Regions from separate parts of the Canis lupus genome. Here region 2 is linked to region 1. Evidence: chromatin contacts called from public Hi-C data. All regions are on one chromosome and are shown on one strand. Each heading gives the region's core, a stretch centred on a gene start, on an enhancer-like site or on the middle of the called end of the contact. The rest is flanking DNA. Distances are from core to core; before and after follow the strand shown. Region 1 overlaps GNG7 (guanine nucleotide-binding protein G(I)/G(S)/G(O) subunit gamma-7). Region 2 holds the start of GADD45B (growth arrest and DNA damage-inducible protein GADD45 beta).

Evidence for each region. A called contact is a pair of places that touch in the nucleus more often than the background predicts.
Region 2: a contact with region 1 is called in a Hi-C map of blood, with 11 times the contacts expected there. The contact joins the promoter of GADD45B here to the enhancer-like site in region 1. A contact is called at or near these places in 6 of 9 Hi-C or Micro-C datasets (amygdala, blood and liver).

Annotation. Positions count from the first base shown.
Region 1 is chr20:57,005,981-57,012,162 of UU_Cfam_GSD_1.0, reverse strand. The region is part of intron 2 of GNG7 (guanine nucleotide-binding protein G(I)/G(S)/G(O) subunit gamma-7); the gene reads right to left. Among named protein-coding and RNA genes, the nearest start is that of GNG7, 58 kb to the right of the region's middle. Within about 2 kb of position 3,717, at least 9 of the 20 cell types and tissues checked have an H3K27ac peak or open chromatin away from gene starts, as enhancers often do. A contact at or near this core is called in blood and liver, where this site is marked.
Region 2 is chr20:57,097,707-57,103,164 of UU_Cfam_GSD_1.0, reverse strand. It overlaps GADD45B (growth arrest and DNA damage-inducible protein GADD45 beta), which reads left to right and starts at 2,301. Exons shown (of 4, transcript XM_038565343.1): 1 at 2,301-2,587; 2 at 2,666-2,767; 3 at 3,157-3,379; 4 at 3,635-4,357. The coding sequence starts at 2,544. The coding sequence ends at 3,748.

The DNA.
Region 1 (6,182 bases), core at 2,468-4,967:
GCTCGGCCATCAAGCCCTGTTCAAGAGGCCCTCGAGATGAAAAGCTCGCAGGTGAAAAGCTTGCAGGGTGTAACTACCTGTAACAACATGGTCCTCTATGCCAGACATCTGCTCCCTGTGCAGGTGAAGGCAGAGCCAACTGTCCCACCCCTGGAGGGAAAACCAGAGGCGATGGACTCCCAGCATGAAGGCAGGCCCGATGGTAGCCCACCCCACCTGAGCGCTCTGCTTTATCTCAACTCTAATCTTTTAAAAGCCTTATTAGAGGAGCGCTCTGGGGGCAGGCGGGTAGGGTCACTGAGTCCTAGCTGCTCCCTGGCTGTGGGATCTGGGAAACCAAATCTGAACTGATTTCCTGGCTCCTCGCCTGCACAACGAGGTGAGTAGCAGCACTGGCCTCAAACAGATGAGGCAAAGGGCTCCTGGATCCCTTATTCCAGCGATTTGTAAACATTCTGTTTCCAGGACCCGTTTCTACTCTTAAAAACGATCAAGGCTACATGTGTGATAACACCAGGCCAGGTGCGGACACACGCACTCGTGCGGTTGGCCCATCTGCCGCCCTGCTCTGCTGCCAGCTCTCCGGAGGCAGGGTCTGGGGGCTTTTCCCTTGCCACGTCCCCACTGTTTGGCAGCAGCAGAGCCACCTGCAGCCAGGCAGCTGATGGCACCACCCCGAGGTGCAAGATTCTGTCCAGGAAGAGAAAGGGTGGTGGGAAGCCCGGTGGCCCCGGTGCCCCCTCCAGGAACTGCAGGGAGTACTCCGCAGACCTGCCTGCGAAGGAAGCCTGCTGGGCCCTGAGACGAGACACGCTCTGACCGGGGCTGAAACATCCCACGTCCTAGCCTTGTTCCACCTGTGCCCTATACTCCCTCAAGCAGACTCTGTCTCCCTTCTGCCTGGGGAGAAGCTGCCAGCAGAAAAGAACAATCCACAAGGGCTCCAGTCTCCACCAGCCCCCCTGAGCCAGCAGAGCGAGGGAGCAGGCAGGCGTGGGGACACCCTGGGCTGGGGCCTGGAGCAGCTGAGCAGGAGCCACTACGCAATCATAACAGCATGTGCTGCCTCCGATGGTATTCTGGGAATCTAAATTAATCCCAGACACTGGGCTGCGAGGCAGAAGCAGAAGCCGATCTCAGCCCGGGCAGCAGGCCACCCGTGTCCTCCTTTTTCCTAGATCAGAACTGCCTTTTATAGCCAGCTCGATGTTGAACAACTGGGCGGGGTCAAGGGCAAGAGAAGCAAGAACTAGAAGTGCAGGACATGCAGGGAGCGACCAAATCAAGGCTGGAACTCAGACCCTGGGCTCTGGGGCGGGCACTTGGCACAGCAGAGCCAAGAGGTCAAGGGTCCAGGGCGCCTGCAAGGGTGAGGGGGCAGGGCCTGGGGGAGTGCTGCCACGTGTGCCAGAGTGCCCTGGGAGGGTGGGTGCCCTGCCCACCTTCCTCGCTTCTGAAGGGGGAGGTACCATGCACCAAGTGGCAGAGCTGAGGTCTGAAGGCACACCTGTGTTCCCACCCCACTGGGCTGGGAGGCAGCGGGGGACCCGGGGTGATGGTGATGGCTCCCTGGGCTGCATATGCCAGACAGTCCCGAGCTTGGAAATGCAAACTCAGGGCCATGTTTCCAGAGGCCGGAGCAGGGTTCAGGCTTGCGGGCAACGGCTGAATCTAGAGACCAGCCATATGGGATCCCTGGGTGGCGCAGCGGTTTGGCACCTGCCTTTGGCCCAGGGCGCGATCCTGGAGACCCGGGATCAAATCCCACATCGGGCTCCCGGTGCATGGAGCCTGCTTCTCCCTCTGCCTATGTCTCTGCCTCTCTCTCTCTCTCTCTGTGACTATCATAAATAAATAAAAAATTAAAAAAAAAATAAATAAATGTAGAGACCAGCCATATGGAGAACGCAAGCAGGTGACGCGGCCAGGAGCAGCCTCGGTGTTTGGGAGGATGATGCAAGTCTGCTTGTATTCACTGTGCACGGAGTTTTCAGTTCTTCGAAGGTCGCGGAGGCTGGGCGGGACTTCGGTTTGTCTCGCCTGATCCATTTCACAGGTGGGGGGAACTGAACACAATAGTCAGGGGCCCCTCTGTTTGGAGCAGCTGCAAGTTTTCTGCCTTGTGCCTCTGAGCTGCAGTGTGGACGCCTTTCCCCACACCTCCCGTGTTGCACCATAGGGGCTGTGTCTCCCACCACCCCACGTTCACAGAAGGAGTGTGGCCTGTCAGGATGCTTTTCCCAGAGAGACACAGGATGACCTGCTCCCCAGAAACAGCAAGCCACAGGGTCCTCGGAGAGCAGCTGCATTCTGGGGGTGAATGAGGTACAGCTATGGAAGTGCAAATCCCTTGCGCAGCCCAGATTAGTTCCTGCAGCTACTGTAACAAATCACACTGATTTGATGCTTAGAACAGCAGAAACTTATTTCTGCAGTACTGAAGGCCAGAGTCCAACCAATATCACTGGGCTGAGGTCAAGGTGTGGTGGGGCCATGCTCCCTCCTTCCTGCCCACTCCAGTTCCTAGGGCCTAGGCACCCCGTGGCTGGTGGCCATGTCCCTGGTCTCTCCCTGTGATCACATGGCCTCCCCTGAGTCAAATCCCCTTCTGCCTCCTTCTTTTTTTTTTTTTTTTTTTTAATTTTTATTTATTTATGATAGTCACACAGAGAGAGAGAGAGAGAGTCAGAGACACAGGCAGAGGGAGAAGCAGGCTCCATGCACCGGGAGCCTGACGTGGGGTTCGATCCTGGGTCTCCAGGATCGCGCCCTGGGCCAAAGGCAGGTGCCAAACCGCTGCACCACCCAGGGATCCCCTGCCTCCTTCTTATAAGGACACTTTATGATTACATTCAGGCCACATCGGGAAAATCCCTCCATCTCAAAATCCTGAATTTAGTCACACCTGCAAAACGGTGGCCCTTTCAGATGCCGCATTCACAGATTCCAGGGATTTAGGACCTACTACCTCTGGGGGCCTTTGTCCCCAAGCACAGTTTCCAGGGCACATGTGTGCGCACAGGAAGAGCTCCTTTGCTCAGCATCCAGGCACACCTGTGCAAGGACAGGGGTCAGCTGAGTGTGGCTGAGCTCTCGCCTGCAGGATGTGCAGGGCAAGGAGGGGAAGGCCCTATCCGGCCGGTGAGAAAGCCCCAGCACTAGACAGCAATGTGACAGTGATGGCTGCCCGATAGTCAAAGTGAAGGCACGTGTGTTGTCCACGTTAAAAAAAAAAAAAAAAAATTCAAACGGTAGCAATTTTTTTTAAAAAAATGAAGTTGGGAAATAAAATTCACCTGGACTCAGGCGCCCACAGGGGCTCGGCCTGGACCCGGGGGCGACCCCCCCTCGCAGGCAGCACCCCCTTCCTGTTGGACTGAAGAGGCGGTGCTGCCGCCAGCTGCAGGCGCGCCAACCTGGCGAGGTGTGTAACCACCAAACACACATGACAGGCTTTCTGGGGAGCAGCCCCGGGACAGCAAAACGCTAAGCTGCAGCCGACAGCAGCACAATTAGCTCCTTCCTGGCCCGAGGCCAGAGAGCACCCAGAAAGCTCGTGGGGGGTCTGCAACGCCTCCTGGAGGGAGCTCACAGCTCAGATGGCATTTGAGAAAAAAGGTCAGGCTGAGCCTGCCGGCTGCCAGCCCATGACACAGAGCAAACCGCATGGAGTCAGAACGATCTGCAGGTGGCTGGTAGGTGGAGCTGAGGAGGAGGAAAACCGAAACAAGAGAGTAGTATGATTCAGCAGAGGCCCTGCCCACACACGATCTGCCCTGCGAGAAACAGAGGCCCAGACGCCATGCGAGGCAAGGCCGGGGACTGGGATGGCAGACGGGGCCGGGCAGGATTCCTGCACGCGCACGCACACACGCACGCATACGCACACGGGGGCAGGGATATCCCGCTGGAGGTGCGTGGACCAGCCAGCATCACAGGAGCTCAGGGTACAGCACACGAAGCTCCCCCAGTGACGCAGGTTGGTAATCAGAGATAGGCAGGGGGCTCAGCTGTCCCCAGATGCACGCACACCTGTGCTGCCTTACACACACCCCGGAGTCCCGAGCCGGGGACCCTGCAACTTCCCTAGCCACGGTGCTTCCTCCAGCATCTCCTTCTGCAGAGAGCTGTGAGACCGTGCTGGAGTTCCTCCTGGGGTGACCAACAGTGCAGCACACGGTGGCCCAGGGCCACCCAGGTCTGTCGTTTGCTGGCACACTCTCAGCTGGCACCAAGGCCGCCGTCGGATCCCTGCAGGCCTGTGAACACGCTGAAATCTGCAGGCCTAAAATACAAAGCCACACTTCCTTCTGCCTACTTAAATTTTTAAAAAATTTCTATTTATTTATTTACTTATTTTTTAAGCAGGCCTCACACACAGCATGGAGCCCAATGTGGGGCCCAAACTCACAACCCTGACATCAGGACCTTAGCCAAGGTCAGATGCTTAACAGACTGAGCCACCCAGGCCCCCTGCCTACTTTTTTTAAAAACTCAGATGAGAGTTGCATAAAATGAAATGAACATTTTAAAGTAAATATTTCAGTGGCATTGAGTACATTCACAAAGTTGTGCAACCACCACCTCTACCAGTTCCAGAACATTCCATCACTCCAAAAGAAGCCCTTTCCCTACCAGCATCCCCCTCCCCAGCCCTTGAGAGCCCCCTCCCCCATCCATGGACGAGCTCATCCTGGACGTGTCATACATGTGGACTCACACCCCATGGGGCCTTCTGTGTCTCATTCCCGCCCTGAGCATCGTGGGCTCGGGGTCCGTCCCCGGGGCAGCGCATGTGGGCACCTCACTCCTGTCTGCGGCTGAGGGCTGTGCCCATGAGTGGTGCCACCTTGATTGTCTCCACCTCCTGCCTCTTGTGAATCATGCTGCTGGGAACATGTGTGTATGTGTCCTTATATGAGCATCTCTGCAGCTCTTCTGCGTACATTCTTAGGACTAGAACTGAGGGGCTGCTGGGCTCCCTTTGCACCATGGCCATCCCTCCAGTGCCCAGTGCAGGCCTCGCATTCTGCACTATGTACTCCTGGAGTCCCTGCAGTGCAACCCCTTGGTGTGCAGGTGTGCACTTGTCTGACGGACATGTGCCCTGAGGTGACGGGCAGCGGGGATCCTATAGGACAGCAAGGAGACTTGGGCACTAAACCAGAGGGACACCCCAAACCAAGCTACTGAGGGAAATCATATTTTAATGTTCTGTTGTAAAAAATCAAAATGACGTACAAGATCTATGAAGAATTAAATCCTGAATTCAAAATCAAGACAGGATTGGTAACTATGTTATGAGAGCTACACTGGAGCCCGAGCCACAAGGAAAAACCAAGGTGCCCGATCCTGTCTGCATTTAATTAACATTTTGAAATTCAGTTTATTGTGGATTTTCACATTAACTTTGAGTTATTCATAGAAATAGCAAATAGTGTTCAGTTAGAATGTTCTACTTTCATGTAAGATCAAATTAGAACAAATTGGAATAAACAAGTTAACGTTAACACGAATTTTAAATTTTACATTACATTGCTGTTTATCTTGATCCCTGTGGTTCTTGATGCCACCCCATTTTGTGTACCCCGGGGTGAGTGCCCACTGGCTGCACCTGGCCCTGGCCCTGGGACCATCGGGGGTCCTGATGGATCTGGCTGAGAGCCCAGCCCTGCCACCTCCTGGCAGGGGTTCCCCAGACTCCCTTCAGTTTGGCCATTGCTAGAACCCCAGGGGTGCAGAGCAGCTGGGGGGTCGGATCCTGGGGCCAGGCAGCCGGCAGGGTCTTGCCTGTACATGGGAGCCAGGCTGCCAGGACCAGGAAGGGGCCAGCGTAACCCAGAAGGCGCTATAGGAAATGAGGCGTCATCTGTCGGTCCCAAGGTAGAGCAGAGTGGGGAGTGGGTAGCAGCTGGTGCATTGTTTTCCTCAGTCCCTATTTCCCGTCGACAACACAGGGGTCGTGACACAGCCCCCACTGCTGGTGGGGCAGGTTTTAGATGAATGTCAGACCAGTCTCTGTCTCAGCCTTAGGGCCCTTAGGAATAACCTCTTAGAGAAGTGGGCTCAGGGCAGGTGGTCCCCCAAATGCCCGCAGCAGGATGCACCCTGCTGGTGAGGGTTAGCGTCCCCTGGACACATGTACAAACAGTCCTAGGGTGTGTGGAGGGGAGGGAAAGAGG
Region 2 (5,458 bases), core at 1,052-3,551, 92 kb before region 1:
TTAGCGTAGAGTCTGCTTGTCCCTCTCCCTCTGCTCCTCCCCCTGCTCGTGCTTTCTTTCTCCAATAAATAAGTAAATAAACAAAATCTTAAAAAAAAAAAAAAAAAAGGAAGGAAATCCTGGGGCACTTGGCTGGCTCAGTCTATATGGCCTGTGACTCCCCATCTTGGGGTCGTGAGATCAAGCCCCACCTTGGGCTAGAACTTGCATTTAAAAAAGAAAAAAAAAAAAAAAAAAAGGAAGGACATCCTGACACCTGCTACACGTGGAGGAGCCTTGAGGACATTGTGCTCAGTGACATAAGCCAGACACAGAAGGACAAACACTGTCTGATTCCATTTATAGGCGGTGTCTGGGATAGAGAAATCCAGAGACAGAAAGAATGGTGGGTTCCAGGGTCCGGGGTCCTGTTTAAGGGGCGCCGAGTTCGTGCGGGGGCTGATGGCTCCGGCCGGCGGTGCTGGCTTCACTGCACCCTGGACGCATTTCATGCCTCTGGATGGTGCATTTACAGATGGTCTAAGTGTCTTTCACCATCATTTAAAAGGCAGACACCCCCGGGCAGCACTTTGCCTCTTTGCTTTTCAAAAGACAGGACATCGATAAAGTCACATGTTGCACAAGATGTTGTGTCTATGAAATACAGCGACCGTCACCCCAGGCCCAGCCTCCTCACCCGCCGCCTCACCCCTCCCCGCACGACCCCCGTGCGTCCCTTCCGGCGCTTGGGGCGCAGGGACCTCGTGCGGCCACCAGGTGGCGCCGCCCCGCCTCTCGGCGCCCGGGAGGTTCGGCGCCAGCCCGGTGGGCGGCGCGGAGGCGGTGCGATGCGTCAGCCGGACCGCGGGGCCCGGGAGCCCCGGGAAGCAAGCCGCGGGGCTGAAGGCCAGACCCCAGGCTGGCGGGGGAGGGGACGCTGCTGTGAGTCACGCGGGAGCCCCCGATCGGCCGTGGGAGGCAGTCCCACGCTGCCTGCCCGCCAGGCTCGTGAACCGCCTTCCTGGGGGAGACGGCGAGGCCGGCGGCCGTCCCCCTGTCGCACACGTGTGGCTCCAACACGCCCTGCACGGTGGCTTGCGGGAGTGCGTGTGCGAGGGAGGGGGGGGGACTGCCCGTGCCTCAGTTTCCCCTTTTGTCTAATGCACATAAGCATGGACCCTGCTTCCTGGGTCCTGGAAAATTAAAAGACTCATGATGCCGTGAGCCTGGTGCACAGGACGCGCGCTCCGTCCTCATCAGCGTCCCCTCCGGAAGGAGGGATCAGAGTGGCCACGGCCCCTGCAAGCCGACCTGAAGGGGCGGCGCGGGCGAGAACAGGGCGCCCCGGCCTCCCCCGCGGCCAAGTCCCCGCACCCTCAGGTGCAGAGGGGCGCTCAGGGGTGCAGCGCCAGGCGCCGGCAGGGGGCGCGGGCCCGGCTGCCGCAGGGCCACCTGCGCCTCCCACGCGCGCTCCACCTTGAAACTCGCGGCGGGGGGGTGACGAGGGGGCGACCACTCTCGTCCCTCGAGTGCCTAGAGCTGTGCAGCCCTTGCTGCTGGGGACCTCGAGGCGGCCAGCCGGTGCCACGGGGTGACACTTCCTGCGTGTGCCCCTTATTTTATTCAATGCTTCCTGCAGCTCCGTGAGGCTGGGACGCGTTCTCAGGGGGCAGGTGGCCACACAGAGGCCACCTTCGCAGCTCCCAACCTGGGGGGGCCTCGAGGGGGCCTCCTGCGACCACCACCATCCATGGGACATCTGTGTGCCCTTTATTTTATTTAACGCTCCCTCCAAGCCAGGGAGGCCCGGGCTGCAAGGCCATCAGACAGGCTGGGACCCAGAGCTCCAGACAAGTCACCCCGGGTCTGGGGTCTCCGCGGCCACCCCCCTGCCCGCCTGGGTGGGATCAGGCTGCGAACTGGGGCCCCCCGCCCCGTGCAGGCCTCGAGCACAACTTGGGAAAGGCGCGGGCCGGGGACTCTCCCGGGACCAGGAGGGGATTCCAGGCGCCCCCCCTCCCTCCACCAACTCCGAAAGGCCGCGCCGGCCTTGCGCGCTGGAAATCCCGCGCGCGCCCCGAAACGCGGCTCAGCTGCCGGGAAATCAGGAGGAAAACTTCTGCTTTTTTTTTTTTCTCTTTTCTGGCGCTCGCGCTCCCCCGACCCCGCGCCCTCCTCCCCGCTCCCCCCACGTGGGCCGCGGCGTCGGCCAACCGCGGCGCGCCTCTCTCTCGCCTTTGTGGACTGGCCAATAGGAGGGGCGGACGCGCCGCCGAGGCCACGCCTCCAGCCCCGAGGCTATAAAAGGCAGCGCCGGCGGCCGCGGGCTCAGATCGCCGGAGCCGTGGACGCGATCCCTCCTCTGCGGCCGCGCGGATTATTCCTGCCGAGGACTTGGGCATTTTTCTCCGCCTTCTCTGGGGGAGGATTTCGCTGCCTCCCGAAGGTCTTGACCGAGCGCTCGGGCTCCGAGGGAAGGGTTTGGGCTTTCCGGCCTCGGATTTTGCATTTTCTCGCCTGGGGCTGCCGTGGGGCTGCTTTCCACTGTGGATTATAACTGCAACATGACGCTGGAAGAGCTCGTGGCGTGCGACAACGCGGCGCAGAAGTAAGTAGCCGGGCCACGCGGGGACCCGAGCGACCGGTGGCCGGCAGGGCGCTGACCCTCCCTCTCTCCTGCCCCCAGGATGCAGACCGTGAGCGCCGCGGTGGAGGAGCTGCTGGTGGCCGCGCAGCGCCAGGACCGCCTCACCGTGGGGGTGTACGAGTCAGCCAAGTTGATGAATGTGTGAGTCACACCACGTCCCCGGACTGGGCGCGGGTGGGGACCCCCTCCGCTCTGCACGCTCCCTGCTGCACCTCTCTCTCGCACAGGGCTCGGGTTTCCCCCAGCGTCCCCACCGTGCGCTCAGGGCATCTGTGCCTTCCATCGGAGGGGGGGAGAGGTTGCAGTATCCTGACGGCACCCTTTGCAAGCACCCACCACCCTGTTTGCTCCTGCCTGCCCCCCCCCCCAAGTCCTGAAGCGTGCATCTTCTCCCCACCCCCCTCCAGCTGCATGCACATGCGATCCCTCACTGGGCTTCGGTTTCTCTTTGCCTTTCGAAACTCCCCCGTGCCCCGTGGCCTTTTCTGAGTCCCCAGCTGATCCCGTCTCCTTCCTCTGGCCCCCTTTAGGGACCCTGACAGCGTGGTCCTGTGCCTGCTGGCCATTGATGAGGAGGAGGAGGACGACATCGCCCTGCAGATCCACTTCACGCTCATCCAGTCCTTCTGCTGTGACAACGACATCGACATCGTCCGGGTGTCAGGCATGCAGCGCCTGGCCCAGCTGCTGGGAGAGCCGGCGGAGACCCAGGGCACCGCCGAGGCCCGAGACCTGCACTGCCTCCTGGTCACGGTGAGTCGCGGCGGCTGGCCCCACCCTGCCCAGGCACCTGGGCCCGTGTTTGTCAACAAAGTGGAGCTGGCCGGCCTCGCACCAGCTCAGCACTCAGCCACGATCGGCATGTCCCGTGGGCCGCCCGCCGGGGCCTCCTTCCCCCGGGGAGCTATTTTGAGCTGGCCTGTTTTCCCCAGAGGGGCCCTGGGAGACGGAGGCTTCCTGCCCACTCCTGGGGCTCCCACTGAACCCCCTCTTTTCACCCCGTCACAGAACCCTCACACAGACGCCTGGAAAAGCCACGGCCTGGTGGAGGTAGCCAGTTACTGCGAAGAGAGCCGAGGGAACAACCAGTGGGTTCCCTACATCTCCCTCCAGGAGCGCTGAGACCCTTCCCAGCATCAGAGCCTGTTGAGTTGCTACCAAAAAAAAAATAAAATAAATATTTGACCCCTCCCCCCAGAACAACCCCCCAAAACAACCCAACCTGTGAGACCATGGGGGCAGAATCATTGGAGAAGAGGGGAGCGTGCAGCCGCCCCCAGGGCGGTGAGCCCGGAGCAGCGCCCGTGGCGGCCCCCGAGAGAGGAGAAGAGGGGGACCCGGGCCAGCAGGAGACGGGAACCTGGAGCTCAGGCTTTGCGACAGAGCAGCTGGAGTGGGGGAGCAGCGGCCTCCCCCACCGTGGAGGGCCTGGACTCCACACTCGGGTGGAGTGAGACCTACTGCGTCCCCCACCCTTCTTGTGACCGGCGCTGACATCTGCATGAGACTCGCTTGACCGAGGGTCTGCACCCTTGCCGGGACTATACTTTGGGACTTGGGAGCTGGGGCCGAGGTTGCTCTGTACCCATGAACTCCCAGTTTGCAAATGTAATAGACAATCTATTTTGTTACTTGCACTTGTTACTTGAACCACTGAGAGAGCTGGGAAGCTTATATAGATACATATATTTTTACTTCTATGATGACCTTGTAATAAATTTCTAAAGCTTCTGGGTTCTTGTGTATTTGCCACCTCTGAGAGGGGCCAGGACCTCTGCGCCCCTCCCCGCGCCCCAGCCTACACTGCCCACCGAGCCCCCTCCTGCAGGCTCACCAGGAAGTGTTACTTAAGTCCCTGTTAGCAGCTCCAGGCTCCTTTGCAAAAACAGTGCCTCTTCTCTCTGCAGCCGGCGCCAACCAAGCCCAACAAACCTTTGCCTCTTTTTTTTTTTTTTTTTTTTTTATCCTCCCTCCTGCCCCATAGCAATTAAAAGACCGGTTTATTACGAAACCTGGCCGCTGTGCCACAGCTGTTACTGGCTGTGCTGGAGTCAACCCCAAGCTCTGGGCATATAGAGACGCACCCCTGGGGGGGCTGGCTGCAGCCCCTGCCTGCCCGCCCCTCCCCCCACCCAAGGCCAGAGAGGTCAAGGGGGCATGGACCCCGGTGGGCTCAGGGCTGCGGGGCAGGGCTGGCCTTGCAGGAAGGGCTCCTCCAGGCAACCCCCCGGGAGCGGCCCTCCACCCACCCAGCCTTCTCCCTCCCCAGATAGGCTCCTTCACTGCACTGAAGAAAAAAAAAATTTTTTTTTCTTTCCCCAAACTAAGATCAACAAGCAAAAAACACCCAAGGAAGTCGTGCTCCCAGCCCAGCCGGACTTGGCACGGGGCTGCCTCTTGCCTCTAAACCGAAACTGTGAGGCCGGCGGCCACCTCCCGGTTCTCCCGGCGCAGGCGGTGCCTCCCCCGCCGCGGGCTCCCCGCCCCAGCTCCCGCAGGCCCCGCTCTTCCCGCCCCGGCTGCGGGGTGGGCCGGCCGCGTGTCCCCAAGCCCCGCGGGGAGGGGGACGGGGCGAGCCCCGCCGCAGGCCGCGACCTTTCCACGGAGCCCTACGTGGGCGCGGGAGGAAAACCCCGGCGGTGCCCCGGGAGTCACGGGGCTGGGGGGAGCCCCGCCGGGGCGGTTGGGAGGGAGGGACAGGTGGAGGGGGAAGCCCCAGGGAGAGGGAGGGAGGGGTGGGAATTCATCCTGGGGTGGAGGGAAGGGGAGACCCGAGCTGGGGAGCTGGGGAGCCGCTGTCCCTGGGGCAGGGAGGAAACCCCGAGGTGGAGC